Linked DNA regions of Mus musculus: region 1 is linked to region 2. The links are chromatin contacts, called in public HiChIP or PLAC-seq maps. All regions are on one chromosome and are shown on one strand. Each heading gives the region's core, a stretch centred on a gene start, on an enhancer-like site or on the middle of the called end of the contact. The rest is flanking DNA. Distances are from core to core; before and after follow the strand shown.

What was found. HiChIP or PLAC-seq counts read pairs in DNA pulled down with a chosen protein or histone mark.
Region 1: a contact with region 2 is called in an HNF4G HiChIP or PLAC-seq map of pancreatic cancer cells. The contact joins two enhancer-like sites. A contact is called at or near these places in 2 of 39 promoter capture datasets (liver and neural stem cells), 3 of 115 datasets of contacts at active chromatin or transcription factors (bone marrow-derived dendritic cells, microglia and pancreatic cancer cells) and 2 of 9 other capture datasets (adipose tissue and embryonic stem cells).

Annotation. Positions count from the first base shown.
Region 1 is chr4:149,456,341-149,461,351 of GRCm38.p6, reverse strand. It overlaps a transcript of Rbp7 not described here and the pseudogene Trmt112-ps2. Among named protein-coding and RNA genes, the nearest start is that of Rbp7, 3.9 kb to the right of the region's middle. Within about 2 kb of position 3,316, at least 35 of the 459 cell types and tissues checked have an H3K27ac peak or open chromatin away from gene starts, as enhancers often do. A contact at or near this core is called in pancreatic cancer cells, where this site is marked.
Region 2 is chr4:149,214,927-149,219,507 of GRCm38.p6, reverse strand. Kif1b (kinesin family member 1B) reads left to right here. Exons shown (of 49, transcript NM_001290995.1): 28 at 4,483-4,581. Among named protein-coding and RNA genes, the nearest start is that of Pgd, 51 kb to the right of the region's middle. Within about 2 kb of position 2,552, at least 37 of the 459 cell types and tissues checked have an H3K27ac peak or open chromatin away from gene starts, as enhancers often do. A contact at or near this core is called in pancreatic cancer cells, where this site is marked.

The sequences.
Region 1 (5,011 bases), core at 2,067-4,566, 240 kb before region 2:
GTGCGGGGGAACCCACATTGTTTCCTTTTACTGGCTATTTTGTAGTTTTGTCAGACAAGGTATTGTGTAGTTTAGGCTTGCTAGGAACTCAAGATCCTCCTGTCTCTGGCGTGTTGGGATTACAGGTGTACTCAGAGACCGTGCCTGGCTTTCTCTTCGAATCTGTTTTGCTTTGAGACAGGGCCTCTAGCGCTGGAAGCTCTTGAACTCCCTATGTAGCTGAGGACAACCTTGAACTTGGGATCCTCCGGCCTCTGCCGCTGAGTGCTGGGACCGCAGGCATGCGATTACAGCCAGGTTGGGTTAGGCAATGCTAAGGATAGAGCCTGGGATTTCATGCATGCTGGGCAAGCACTCTAGCAACCGAGCTTCAGCCCCAGCCATCGATTGTCCTTTGACTAGCATCCCATGTGTACCACTTCCTATTGATACTTCTAAGTGAGAGGGTGCTGGAGTCTCACTTGTACGCTGAAAGAATTATACTGAAGACTACGAGGAAAGAGGACATGAGAAACAAAGACCAGGAAGAAAGAGGACTTTATAAAGAGGCTTACAAGACAGGGCCTGGCGAAACAGCTCAGCAGTTAAGAGCACTGATTACTCTTCCAAGAAGTCCTGAGTTCAATTCCCAGTAGCCAGGTGGTGGCTTGTAACCATCTATAATGAGATCTGGTGCCCTCTTCTGGCCTGCAGGCATACATGCAAGCAGACTGCTGCATTCATAATACATAAATCTTTTTTTTTTTAAGATTTATTTATTTATATGTAAGTACACTGTAGCTGTCTTCAGACACTCCAGAAGAGGGAGTCAGATCTCATTACAGATGGTTGTAAGCCACCATGTGGTTGCTGGGATTTGAACTCCAGACCTTCAAAAGAGCAGTCTGGAAGAACAGTCGGGTGCTCTTACCCACTGAGCCATCTCACCAGCCCCATAAATCTTTAAAAAAAGAAAAAAGAAAGAAAGAAAAAAAAAAACAACCAAAACAAACAAAAAAGCGGGGCGTGGTGGCACATGGCTTTAATCCCAGCACTCGGGAGGCAGAAGCAGGCGGATTTCTGAGTTCCAGGCCAGCCTGGTTTATAGAATGAGTTCCAGGACAGCCAGGGCTACACAGAGAAACCCTGTCTCAAAAAAAAAAAAAAAAAAAAAAAAAAAACAAAAAACAAAAACAAAAAAAAAATCTTGGGGCTGGAGAGATGGCTCAAGAGGTTAAGAGCACTGACTGTTCTTCAAAAGGTCCTGAGTTCAAATCCCAGCAACCACATGGTGGCTCACAACCATCTGAGATCTAACACCCTCTTCCCATGTATCAGAAGACAGCTACAGTGTACTTACATATAATGATAAATCTTTTTTTATAAAAAGAATCTTAGGGGCTGGTGAGATGGCTCAGTGATTAAGAGCACCAACTGCTCTCCCGAAGGTCCCAAGTTCAAATCCCAGCAACCACATGGTGGCTCACAAACCATCTGTAACGAAATCTGATGCCCTCTTCTAGAGTATCTGAGGACAGCTACAGTGTACTTACATATAATAAATAAATAAATCTTTAAAAAAAAAAAACAAAAGAATCTTAGGGCATGAGTAAGATTTAGACCAGTGGTTCTCAACCTTCCTACTGCTGCTACCCTTTAATACAGTTCCTCATGCTGTGGTGACCCCAACCATAAAATTATTTTCATTGTTACGTCATTACTACAATTTTGCTACTGTTATGACTCATAATATAAATATCTGTATTCTCCAATGGTCTTAGGCAACCCCTATGAAAGGGTTATTCAATCTTTATAGGGGCTGTGCAACCCACAGGTTTAAAAACTGCTGATCTAGAGAGTTCCTATAGGACACTGTACTTGTAGTCAGCAATAATATGTTGGGCACTTAAAATTTACACAGCCATAAGTGCTGGTGCATGCTTATCATCCCAGTAGTTCCAAGGATTACAAGTTCAAGGCTAGCCTGGACTGCTTGACACCTTGACTTAGTCATAAAATAATTCACTAGGGGCTAGGTCTTGTGCAATTTGTTCTTGCCACCAAAAATAACACAGAAAGCCCACAAAAGAAACGGGTTTTCTCCATTTAGGCTGCCTCTGCGGTGAGGAAGCGCTAACTTCATGAGAAAGCAGTGTGCTCCCTGAATGCTCCCTGAGTGCTCCCCAGGTGCTCCCCTGAGGTCTCTCCTAAGTAGTGTGGCCAAGCAAGATTGAGGGGCTCAAGGCTCTTTGTGTTGGTTCAAACTTTGTCACAACCAACAAGTTTTACAGGGGTGCCACTCAAAGTGGCAGCGTCCCCAAAACCGAGCTCATGTGTTCCCAGCCACCGTGATGCTGTTGAGAGAGCAGTATTTGCGGAGTAGCTTTTGTTCAGCTTCCTCTTTGTGCATCCGCAACAAGTTAAGTCAGACCTGCAAAAGAATTTCACCCTGCTGTAGGTCGTAGCCAAAGGCAAGACAGTTGCTGGAGGAGACAATACCTGGATTTTATGTGCTGTCTGTGTCAGATTTTTCTACTGTAGGACGCTCAACCCCGACTGGCCTGAACAAGAAAGCCCTTTGTATTCAGAAGCAGAGATGTAGGGCAGGATCCAGGGCTGGTGTGAATGAATCCCCAGAGTTATCACGGTCCCTGCCAGTCAGGGTGTCCTAATTCTGTGCCTGGTGAGCTGCAGGGGAGTGACCAGGGCTCTGGGCACAGAGAGTGAGTCATATGCTTCAGAAGTGGAGAGAGGCTGGGTCCCCACCAGCTCTTCCTTCAAATCAGACATCTTTCCTGTGACCCATTATCATTCGAGATTTCATGTCCTTAATTAAAACCAATTCTTGGTACAGGAGATGAGGTTGCAGAGATGGGGTTAGCCTTGAACTCGTTTGGGGCTATCTAAGGAATCGAAAGATACTCCTTGCCTTGGTGGTATCGTCTCCTGACAGCAGGAGGGGAGGGAGGGGTGATGGGAAGATCACCTTCTTGCTCCCAGGTCCTTCTTGGATCAGCATCAAACCCCATCAAGTGAGAGAGAGTTCCCACCCATGTGACCTCGTCATTTCCTGTCCAGTGTCTGTTGAGGAGGAGTTCTACACATAGGTTCAGAGCCTCGCCTTTGTCTAGAAGTTTATAGTTGAGTTCCTAGTGTTAAGCACAGGGTATGGAGGCAAATACCGTCCTTCTTTCCTCTCCTCTCCTTTGCAGTGATAGTTTCTGATCCTGCCTAGAGGGAAACTCTTGGAACTGACCAGGAGGAAGGTGATTCCGGAGCCTATGATTCAGTCAAAGCTCCGTCCCCTTCAGCAGCAGTCCAGTCCAGTCTTGAATAGGTGGCCTTTACTCAAGCTGGCCCGAAGCCAGGGCAACTGGCACAAAGGCTAAGAGTATTATTAGTTACTTCTGTGCCTTTCATTTTTAGGCCAGGCTTTAGAACAATATGATCCTTAAGGTTAGGAAGTAGCTACTGTTCTTTTTTTTTTTTTTTTTTTTTTTGGTTTTGAACCTTTAATGAGAAAAAAAAATATACTATGGAGCTCAAGTACACGGTGGTCGGTGAGTCACTGGGGGGAGTTTGGGGGTCACACATGACACGTCTATTTAACAGACCGTACAACAGAAACACACAGTCAACAAAATACCAAAGTGGCGGCTAGCAAGGTTACGTCTCAGTCTCCTCATCATTCAACAGCATATTGGGGATCCCGCGGCTGATGGGGAAAAGACGACCAGATTCTGGGCATTGCAGGGTGCCCTCCAGTACATCAACCTCAAGCAACACGTGGTGCATCTTCCTCAAAAATGTCTCGTCGTGCTCATAGCCTTCAGTCGGCTCTTTGGGTACCTCGGCCAAGTTTAAGGTGTCCGCTGCCTGCACAAGCGCCGCCCACTCCACTTTGGGGATCATCCGCGCCACGAACTCCGGGTTGAACTCCACGGGGTTGATGCGGACCTCAGTGGCCTGCAGGCGCAGCGGGAAGCCACGCGTGCCCACGCCCCGCACATGGGAGCTTAGGAGATTGTGGGTGAGCAGTTTCATGTTGTCACAGCGGAGCGCGTGAGGCCGGAACCGGAAGGCGTAGCTACTGTTCTTTATGCGTCCTGTTCCAGACTCCAGAAATTTGGGCAGAGTTCACAGTTATGGATCCCTCAAAGGTCAAGGAATGTCTATGCCATTTGGTGTAAGAGATTCAAACGCTCTTTCTGAGCAAGTTGATCCCACCTTGGCTTCTCAATACAAAGGGCATTTCTCCCTTGGAAAAGGTCACATTCAGTCAGTCAGTCAGTCAGTCAGTCAGTCAGTCAAGCATTTATTGAGCATTTGCTGGGCAGAGTGCAAGACCCGGGGACACTGTCATGGTAAATGACGTGAACCCACAGTCATGCCTTTCAGTCAACAAACAGGGAAATGGACGAGGCATGGACTAGGAGAGGGAGAGGGAGATGGAGACAGAGAGGGAGAAGACATAAAACATATGCAAATTATAAACAGGTTTTTGGGGTTTTTTTGTTTTTTGTTTTTTTGTTTGTTTGATTGATTTGGTTTTATTTGGTTTTTCAAAACAGGATTTCTCTGTGCAGTTCTGGTCATCCCGGAACTCATTCTGTAGATCAGGCTGGCCTTGAACTCAGAAATCTGCCTGCTTCTTCCTCCTGAGTGCTAGGATCAAAGATATGTGCCACAACAGCCAACCTGAAAAAAAAAAGTTAACAAAGTTGTGAGTTTTTGTCAGTGCTAGCTGTGTCACCATGGGTGTCCATGATGCCTGTTAACTGATGTGGAAGGACCCTGTACCGTTGGCAGAGTTTAGGTCTTGGAGTGTGTGACAGGAGACATGAGTGGGCCCAGCACAGGCAGGCATTTCTGCTTTTGACTGTGGATGTCTGATAGCTTCACGTGCCTGTGACCCTGGCTTCCCTGCAAGGCTGGACCATAACTTGGAATGGTGAGTTAAAACAATCCCTTCCCCGATAAGTGGCTTTTGTATGAGTATTTCATCACAGCAACAGGTAACAAAACTAAGACC
Region 2 (4,581 bases), core at 1,303-3,802:
GAAGTGAGCACCTAAGTTAATAAGGCAGTCTGCAGTTTACGCACAGTCCTCCATGAGCAAATGTGCTGAGATTACATGAGCACAAGTGTTGTTTGCTTGTGGGATTGCCAGTATTAGGATTTAGAGAAGTCAATTTATTTATATTAAAATTAAGAAAAGTATGTACAAATGGTGCTTCATTTTCTAGATTTCTGTGTCCCTCAATGTATTTCCATTCTATTCTATTCTTTTTTTTTTTTTTTTTTTTTTTGGTTTTTCAAGACATGGTTTCTCTTTGTAGCCTTGGCTGTCCTGGAACTTACTCTGTAGACCATGCTGGCCTTGAACTCAGAAATCTGCCTGCCTCTGCCTCCCAAGTGCTGGGATTAAAGGCATGTGCCGCCACTGCCCGGCTTTCCATTCTATTCTAAGGTGGCAGTTAGTCATGTCTGTCTGCCGTCTTCTACAGCACCACAGTGTGAGGAGTAGATGATGTCATCTTATGTGGCCTGGTCAGGAGAATCTTGACACAGTGGGTCCTGACATCTCTGTTGCTAACTCAGGACAAGCAACTCAAATGAGTTGGGGGAGGGAAGAAGGGTCTTAAGAAATCCTTTTTCCCTTCATCATTTATATTCTGTTACCCATACTAGCAAAATGAATGTAGCCATTAATACTTCTGCTTAGGACCAGGCATAGTGGCACATGACAGAGGCGGGCAGATTCCTATTCAAACTCCTGGTCTACATAGTGAGTTCCAGAAGAGCCAGAGCTACATAGTGAGAAAAAAAAAAAAGACTCCGTCTTGGGAGCATTTGCATCTTAGGTCAGCTTTGTGAAAGCGCTGAGGCAGACTCCTCCCCAATGGGGCCACTCACTAGGTTGAAGGACGTGTGGACTTTTGCGGAGCTATGGCCTCAGGAGTTGACTTTTCTGTTTGGATTTCTGGGTTCTAGAACTAACACTGTCTTTCAAAAAGGGGCTTGAGGTTTGGTGATGTGGCTGGAGAGAAGTCAGTGCTGATTTCCTATCACCACACAAGATACTGGGAGAAGGTGAGGTAACAGCAGTGAGTAAAGGGAAGAAGAGTTCTCCGTTTTTGCCCTCAGCCATATTTCTCCAGAAGAGCAGCAGCATTCAGCGGTGCAGTGGTGATGGCTGTGATGGGCGGTGCTGTGTTAGCGGGGTACCTCCTGTTCCTGTAATTCCCGCTGTGTTAGCGGGGTAACCCCTGGCCCTGTAATTCCCGCTATCAGCGATCCATATTGGCATACAACTATGATTCACTTATAAAAATTTGCATGTTTCCTTTGAATTCCATTTATAGGTTTGCTTCTTGGCCACGGCTGCCTCTGGTGAATCTTTGTATCGAGAGTAAAAGAGCTTGTCCCTTTAGCCACTCTCTATGGCATGCTGGGATGTTATGATCCATCATCATAACTTGGGATGAAATGTAAAATGTGTGTTAGTCTCTGGGCCAGAGGGGGCAGAGAATGGTTAGTCTGTGACCGTCCTCAGTACCTACATTGACCTCTTTTCCTCGAGTGTCACTATAATCATGCTGACTTTCTTTATGTTGACAAATTAGTTTTTCTTACTGATGTAACTTCACATCATTTTCTGCTAATGTATCTTTTCCATCTTCCCTCCTCTCATCCCGGTTCTCCTTCAGTCTGCTAGGTCAAAGTATAAGGATGTTCCCTACAGAGTTAATCATGATGCTCTCGTGTAAAAGCTGCACAGGAGATGCTAGATACAGCGTTGGGCTAAAGGCTGTATTCTGTTAACACGACAAAGAACTGTCTAGTGAGTGCGTCCATGCATCACAGGCCGGGTGCCTCTGCCTTGCCATAGACTCGTCCCTAAAGTTGGAAGTGTCCAGTAATGCCTTCAGTGCTGCTGGGTATGGGAAGCCTTTGCCATGGGTAGCAGGCTTCCTCCCCTTTAGTGTGCGGTCCAGCATTATTTGTATGATGATATGATGATATGCCTGTGGATGTGTGTTCTTAAAAACTCATAATCCTTGGGCTGATGGCACTGCCTGACCTGTCAAGGTCCTGCAAAACATAGGCATAACAGTGCTTTTATTTTCCCTGATAATTATACTTAACATAGTAAAATTAAGGAATGGCAGAAATGCTAAGTGCTCGGTGTAGTTAATTTCCATCATAACTTTACTCTTGAAAAATCATCCTAGTGTAAAGTTAGATGGCTTGCTTTCCGTCCCTTGCAGGACCTATTTTTCTGAAAAGCCTTCCACTTCTGTGTAAAGATAAAGGACAAGTAACAGGTCACATTCCTGGTTTCTAATTGCATACATATTCACTTACCAAACATTTATTGAGTGTATTTACTGTAAGCCACGCCCTCTGCAGATGGGTAAGCAAAACCAGAGATGGTTCACGTCCTCCCAGTCTTAGTCTGGCGAGTGATGAAGATACCAAGAAATAATCACACAAGTGCACACTGCACCACTGTGGAAACAGAGCTGTGTGAGCCACAGTGTTGGGAGGATCTCCAGTGAGATCAGAGCCCGGGCAGAGAGAGCATCAGTGCTGAGAGGACTACAGGGCTCTTACTGGTCCAGTCACTGAAAGGGTGGCTCTGACTGGATGCCCCTGAGGCAGGGGAGTGCCCTCTGTGTGTGTTGACTTTGGAAGTGAAATCAGCCATTTGGTTCCATATGCCTAATTCTTAGTTTTTTAAACTCAGTCACAGTAGTGGTGTTTGACCCTGCTTGTAATCCTCTCTAGATTACATGTTCATGCATAAGTTTCTGTTGAACCGAAGTTTAACCCTCTGTGTTACCATTCCCTCCCTTGCTTTGGAGCAGACTGAAAGGGAATTGCACACCATGATACTATTTCCTGTTCATTTGCAGCTATTTTTGTTCGCTTATCATTCATACTTCATTTGTGTTCCTAAATGTTATTACTGTGATGCGTTTTACCCATTTTGTAATTGCTTTTGTTGTTTTGAGTTGAAATCCCAGGCTTTTACTCCTTCATTCTTCTCTCCTTGTAACATAAATACATGTTAGGACAGGAATGCAGCAAACAGCTGTGTGTCTGGGTTAGATATGTTAAATTTCCTGGTGTGGTATTTTCTCTTTGTCTTTTTTTTTTTTTAATGTACAAAAATCAGCATATACCAAGTGAGAAACCAGGGGAACAGTAGGAATTAAATTCCACTTTTCTACCATTGAAACAAGAGCACTTAAGATCTGTGACTACTTAGTTCTAACTGCTTTAAAACACATGAATAAGGCAGATGAGAGAGCTCAGTTTTGACGTCATTTCCTACCATGTCAACCACCTGGCTTTGGTGCATGTGACTCACATGGTAGAAAGAAAGTACAGACCTTTCCACGGCTGTTTTCCATCCTCCACGCTCTGTGTGCACATTATCCCCTCACCTGCAAAACACACGCGCGTGCATATGCGCGGGCACACACACACACACACACACACAGAAGCAGACACATGCACGCACACATGTATATACAGTTGAGTAAGAGCATATTAAATTAAAAAAAAAAGAATTTCTACAAATTAATGAACCTTTTAAAAGCACAAACATGGTAGGACTTGTCTAGTTTGTTAGAAATATATCAAGTGTCAGCCAGGTCTGGTATCTCAGGCCTGTAATCTCAGTTAGTAGGAAAGCTAAGACAGAAGGATTGAGAATTTAAAGCTTGCCTAAGCCACGGAGTGAACTCAAAGCCAGCCTGAGTAATTTAGTGAGACCCTGTCTCATTAGAAGGGCTGGGTTTGTAGCTGAGTGTTGAGGACTTATATAGCTAAGTGTGAGACTCCAAGTCTCTCCCCCTAGGGCCCCAGAGAAGGAAATAAAAGGAGGCAGGAGAGACCTGTCAATTCCCTTTTGTTTATGATTTTGGTTTGAGGATCAAAGGCCAACTCTACAGGGCCAGCTGAGTCATCTTAGGATTTATCTTAATTCCCGTTCAGTCTCCAGCAAACTCACTTCACAGACACATCTGGCCACACAGGCTTTCTGCCTTCGTGGCTGGTTCTCACCTTTAATAGTCCTTTAAGTCAAACAAGACTCATAGTGCTGGGATGTAAAGTCCATTTTAGTGCTAGTAACCACTTCACTCACACTTCCCTGCCCTCACCTCCTGGTTTCTGTTGTGTGTGCGCCAGATCTCTTGGCGCATCTTCACTTCTGAAGAGTAAGCTCTTCAGTGGGCTCCCCTGTCCTGGGCGGTGCCCACAGCACGCGAGCCTTCACTTTACTCGTCACTCTTCTTCCAGTGGGGCAGCTTTTTGTAGAGTGATTTGGTCTTTGTCAGCTGCTCTGCCATGCTTTTTGCACTAGCTTTTGTATTGATTATGTATTGAAAACACACCTGGAAGCAATTCAAGAGATCAGAATTCAGAGGTGACCTTAAAAGGCCCAGAAGCCAGTTGAGTTTGGGGAGGCAGAAAGCCCTCCGCCTCCTCCTCAGATTTGCTGATGCTTGTCTCTGGGTTCTGTCTACAGGGCATTTGTGTACTTGAGCAACCTGCTGTATCCGGTGCCCCTGATTCACAGGGTGGCCATTGTCAGTGAGAAGGGGGAAGTCCGGGGATTTCTTCGTGT